2 separate regions of the Sus scrofa genome follow, and region 2 is linked to region 1. A link is a contact called in public HiChIP or PLAC-seq data. All regions are on one chromosome and are shown on one strand. Each heading gives the region's core, a stretch centred on a gene start, on an enhancer-like site or on the middle of the called end of the contact. The rest is flanking DNA. Distances are from core to core; before and after follow the strand shown.

Region 1 (2,700 bases), core at 157-2,656:
TCCTCGGCGGGGAGGCCCCACATCGTGTGGGGCCGATGCAGGACCCAGATGAAGGGCGGGTGAGGAGAGAACCTGGCCACCCAAGGCGAGACCGGGTGGGAGCCAGGCACTAGAGCCACAGCCTATGCACGGCAAGCCCGGCCTGCACTCACCTCTGGGGCGGCGGCGGCAGGGGGAGCGCCAGGGGCCACGGCACCCATGGGCATGAACCCAACGTCCTGGATCTTCAGCGTTTTCTGCAGGACAGAGAAAAGCACTCTCAGAAGCAGGCGCCACACTGGATGTGCCTGGTCGCAGCAGGCACAGTCTCGAGGAGCCCCCCACCCCCCGCAAAGGGGCCACGAGGTGGGGCGCCTGGCCAGTACCTTCAGGAGCTCGTTGAGGTCTGAGATCTCCAGGAGCGTAAGGCTGGCAATGTCCTGAACCAGCTGCTGGATTTTGGGGGGATACTCCTTGGGGGCGTTATCCAGGGGGGCCCCAGCAAGAGCCTCCCCCTTTCGATGGCTGCTGCATCTCATCAACCGCACACCGCACAGTCTCGGTCCCTGGTGCCTGAATCCCGTTCAAACAGAGCCATCAGCCTGCACAAGCCAGGCACGCAGGTGCCTCAGGCTCAGATCTAGTTTCCCCGTCCGAACCCAGGGATCTCACACTGCAGGACCCACACAGCTAACAAAAGGGACTTCCAATTACTTTGGACTTTTTCAAAGACCTTAAAAACGCACGTAACTGTTTGCAAAACCGCTCTCTACAACGTTACTTTCGCTTTGGATAAGCTGCACCAATTTGTGGAGACTAGACAAACACTTGAAGGCGCTTTGCCACACAACGCCTTTCAGGACGTGGGGTTCTTGGCGGCCGAACGCCAGCCAGATCCACTCACGGGAGTCCCGCCACGTCACTGCGCTGCCGGGGAAACTGAGGCCCAGAGAGGAGCAGAAACCCGTCCAAGGTCATCCAGGGCCACGCCGGCACGCTCAGCGGCCCACGTGGTTAGGCGGCTGGCAGGAAGGACCCTTGCGCCCTCTACTCCTGCAGGGACCAGCCGCTCGAGGAGGGGGGCAGCCAGCCAGCCGCCCAAGACGCCGCCCCCACCTGCACCTGCAGTGTCCGGCCGAGAGCACCCACACTGCCCGTCCGCCCGGGCCTCGGCAGCCCGCGGTACCTGGCGACGCGGAGCGCAGCGGCCCGAAGCCCGAAACACGGCCCCCACAGGGAGCTTGCAGCCGCCGGCAGCATCGCTCCGCAGGCGGGAAGGTCACACGCGGGTCCCAACAGGAGGGACTCCCTAGCGGCCTCAGCCACCAGGCATTCAAGCTAGAAAGGACGCTCTAGCCGGCTGGACAGCCGAGCTGGGGGTAAGACGCTCTAGCCGGCTGGGTCGTCGGAAACACAAACTCTATCCTTCCGGACCACCGAGCATACGCGCTGCGGGAGGACTCTCTAGCCCCCGGAGCCAAAGGGCACATGCGCTGAGGGGAGACGCTCTAGCCGACCAGACGGCCGAGCATTAGCGCTGAGAGGACACTCTAGCTGGCTGGAGTATACGAGCGGAAGGCCGACCTTTTAACCAGCCGGACGGCTGAGCATACGCTTTGGGGGCGCTCTAGTCGGCGGGACCGTTGAGCCGAAGCGCTGGGGGGGATTCTCTAGCCCCCAAAACCAACAAGCATAAAAGCTGAGAGGACACTCTAGCCCCGAGAAGGAAAGAGCATACGAGCTGAGGGTCGACGCTCTAGCCGGCCGGACCTCCGAGCATACGCGCTGCGAGAGGACTCTCTAGCCCCCAAAACCAACGAGCATAAAAGCTGAGAGGACACTCTAGCCGGCTGGAGCAGACGAGCTGAGGGTCGACACTCTAGCCCCGAGAAGCAAAGAGCATACGAGCTGAGGGTCGACGCTCTAGCCGGCCGGACCTCCGAGCATACGCGCTGCGGGAGGACTCTCTAGCCCCCAAAACCAACGAGCATAAAAGCTGAGAGGACACTCTAGCCGGCTGGAGCAGACGAGCTGAGGGTCGACACTCTAGCCCCGAGAAGGAAAGAGCATACGAGCTGAGGGTCGACGCTCTAGCCGGCCGGACCTCCGAGCGTAGGCGCTGCGGGAGGACTCTCTAGCCCCCAAAACCAACGAGTATAAAAGCTGAGGGGACACTCTAGCCCCGAGATTCAAAGAGCATACGAGCTGAGGGTCGACGCTCTAGCCGGCCGGACCTCCGAGCATACGCGCTGCGGGAGGACTCTCTAGCCCCCAAAACCAACGAGCATAAAAGCTGAGGACACTCTAGCCGGCTGGAGCATGTGCGCTGAGGGTGTACGCTCTAGCCGGCCGGACCGCCAAGCATACGAACTGAGAGGACGCTCTAGTTTGCTGGAGCATACGAGCTGAGGGCCAAGGATCTAGCCCCTAGAAACAAAGAGCATACGAGATGAGGGTCGACACTCTAGCCGGCCGTACGGTCGAGCATATGCACTGGGGGGAAAACTCTCTAGCCCCTAGAACCAACGAGTTGAGAGGACACTCTAGCCAGCTGGAGTATACGAGCGGAAGGCCGATCTTTTAACCGGCCGGACGGCTGAGTGTACGAGTTGGGGGGCGCTCTAGCCGACCGGACCACGAGCATGAGAGCCGGGGCCCGATTCTCTAGCCCCCAGAACCAACGAGCATACGAGCTGAGAGGACACTCTAGCCGGCTGGAGC
Region 2 (2,700 bases), core at 82-2,581, about 20 Mb after region 1:
AACGACTTTTCTCTTCCAAAAACCTGAGCCTCTCCCATCCTCTGTTCCCCAGGTGCTAGGTGTGATTTAGCTTCCTCAGCACTGTGATAGGCAGGGGCCATGCAGGCAACTTACCAACAATGGCACAGACTGTTTTACTGAAGAAGGGGGATAAATCCTTTTTAAATTCCCTTGAGCCCCTCTTATTTTAGTATCCATTAACTCTAATTTTTTTTTTAATCTTTTTTTAGGGCCGCACCCACAGCATATGGAGGTTTCCAGGCTAGGGAACCTACACCACAGCCACAGCAACGCCAGATCTGAGCCACCTCTGCGACCTACACCACAGCTCAGGGCAACGCCAGATCCTTAATCCACTGAGCAAGGCCAGGGATGGAACCTGTGTCCTCATGGATGCTAGTCAGATTCGTTTCTGCTGAGCCACGACGGGAACTCCAGTACCGGTTAACTTTAATTTTTAACTTCAAACTCCCCCAATTTAACCTCAGGAAACCCCAATACAATTCAAGGCCACAAATATTATTGGTTTGAGTGAAGGGAGTTGCTAAAAAGATGATCAGGCTGTGTCCTTGCCCTCTCTGAGTTCCCGATCCAGACTGCATTTGACAAGACAAGCGTGCTGAGCAGGGAGTTTACATAAGGGTTGAGAGCAATGGGGACACTGTGGAGAAGGGACCTCACCCCGTGAGCTGCCTTATAAACTCCAGAGCAGAGTCTGGGGCCCCATGCCACCCTCCCTAGGTTTAATGCTGAGATGGCACTCCCGGAGGCTGACATGAAAGCAGCCTCATCAAAGGGTCAGCGTCATTAGGGTGATGAACCAGTTGGTGCTTGGAGATCCAGAGGGGATGAAAGGCGCGGTGTGAAGACGCCCTGCGTTCCTCTGGCTTGGTTGGGCAGGGCTTCTAGGGGCCGATGAACGCTGGGGAAGAAGGACTCAAAGTGTCTCTTCTTTCCTTTCGTGAAGGAAGCTGTGGACACACTCTCAAGGTCGAAAAGATAGTAGTGGGGGGGGGGGGCTCTTTCCCTCCAGGTCACAGGATCCCTACCCAGTCCGACTCTCCGAGCCTCACGGGAGACTCTCTAGGATTGGAAGTTGTTATGGCAACGAGGCTCTCAGAATACTGAGAAAAGCCAAAGCCTAGAGAGGAGACAGCAGCCTGTATCCCTCGTCCGACCCAAGGGTAAAGTGGCGCCCCCTACGCACAGGAACCGTCTCTGGGTCCCCGCCCCAGGGCGGAGACCACCGTGGACCTCCGAGGGCGGGAGGCCGCTCTGGCCCCAAGCAGAGCCTCTCGCTGGTAGACGGGCCCGAGGGAACCCCTCTGGGCGCAGCGCCGCCGAGCTGCTCGATGGTCCGACCGGAAGTGCTCTTCACCGCCGGCCTCCCACCCGGCTCTCTGGTCCCGGCGGTAAGATGGCGGCTGCCGCGGAGTGCGATGTGGTAATGGCGGCGACCGGGCCAGAGCTGCTCGACGACGAGGAAGCGAAGAGGTAACCGGGTGGCAGGGTAGGGGAACGGGCGAGCTTAAGCTCCGTGGCTCCGGGAACCCCGTCCTTGCCGTGGTGCAGCCCCTGTCGAGGCGATGCCCCGCCCTCCGAGACCCCCCCCCCCCAATCTGGGCTCGAGTCCGGATGGACCCCCTGAAGGGGCGCTCTCGGAGGTCGGCCCTTCCCTCCAGCTTCCGCCTGGCTGGGGAGCTGAGGCTCGGCCTTGTTTCCCCAGCAGAGAGGAAGGTCGTCCTCATTGCAGAGGCCAGGTCTCTGAGGGGATCTGGGAGGTTTGTTGCGGGGTGGGGGAGGCGGCGCAGTGGTGATGACGACTTCTTACATCGCCCCCGACCCCCTCCTCCTCTTGCTAACTTCTGCACATTGTTGTCTATCAGCACTTTGCATCGCCAGAACCCTCTTTTCTCTCTCCCTTTCCTCCGTAGTTATACCCCAGCGAGTACTAGTCTGGCCCGAGGTGATTGTGTGTCTTCATTATTGACCTGGTGGCCCCTCGGTTGCCCTAGAAGTTGAAGGTGATAAAGAAGGGTGAGGGGCTTGTCTCATGGTCTGCACGCCCAGCCCCCCGTCCCCCTCCGTCCTTCCTAAGATCCTCATTTTCCCCAGGACTATTTCTTAAGCAGCAAGAAGGAGGCCAGCTGCTTGGGCGCTGTTGGCGCTGCTGGGCAGCCGCAGTGGCTCGAGATTGCCAGTCCGGACTAGCCAAGGGAGCTGCTGAGTGAGTGGTTTTCGAGAACACTCTGGGTTTTGGCTACAGCTAAAGCAGGTTATTGGAGTGGGGTTGGAACACAGTTGTGGGTAGTCATACTTGTCCTAATGCTGGAGCGGAATTCACGAAAAGGTTCTGGAAGTTTGGAGCCCTTTCCTTATCAGGCGCAACTTAATTGACTACGGTTCCCTCGTTCTCCTTCCTACTTATTGCATATCTTTATATCAAGCCCATATGGCTTCAGTCTGGGTGGTTTCAGGTGGTGCGTAGTTCATGAGATCTGCAGTCAGGATTCTGAGGGGTATTTTGTTTGTTTGTTTGTGTGTTTTTACTGTCCAGGTTTGAAACATAAGGGGTGCTCAGGGAGGCAGATGAATAGTTACCAAGTTTAAGGATGGTTATTGCAGTCAGTGTCCCAAGTTCCTGACCTCTTGGAAGCCAAGAGCCTCACAAAGTGGAGTAGGCCCCTGGGATTTCAGAGA

Evidence for each region. HiChIP or PLAC-seq counts read pairs in DNA pulled down with a chosen protein or histone mark.
Region 2: an H3K27ac HiChIP or PLAC-seq map of skeletal muscle shows a contact between it and region 1, with 10 times the contacts expected there. The contact joins the promoter of DNAJC7 here to the promoter of MRPL12 in region 1. A contact is called at or near these places in 1 of 47 Hi-C or Micro-C datasets (retroperitoneal adipose tissue) and 1 of 2 datasets of contacts at active chromatin or transcription factors (skeletal muscle).

What each region holds. Positions count from the first base shown.
Region 1 is chr12:1,202,411-1,205,110 of Sscrofa11.1, forward strand. It overlaps MRPL12 (39S ribosomal protein L12, mitochondrial), which reads right to left and starts at 1,407. Exons shown (of 5, transcript XM_021066454.1): 1 at 1,166-1,407; 2 at 366-552; 3 at 153-236. The coding sequence starts at 1,239.
Region 2 is chr12:20,724,606-20,727,305 of Sscrofa11.1, forward strand. DNAJC7 (dnaJ homolog subfamily C member 7) reads left to right here and starts at 1,332. Exons shown (of 15, transcript XM_003131409.5): 1 at 1,332-1,494. The coding sequence starts at 1,418.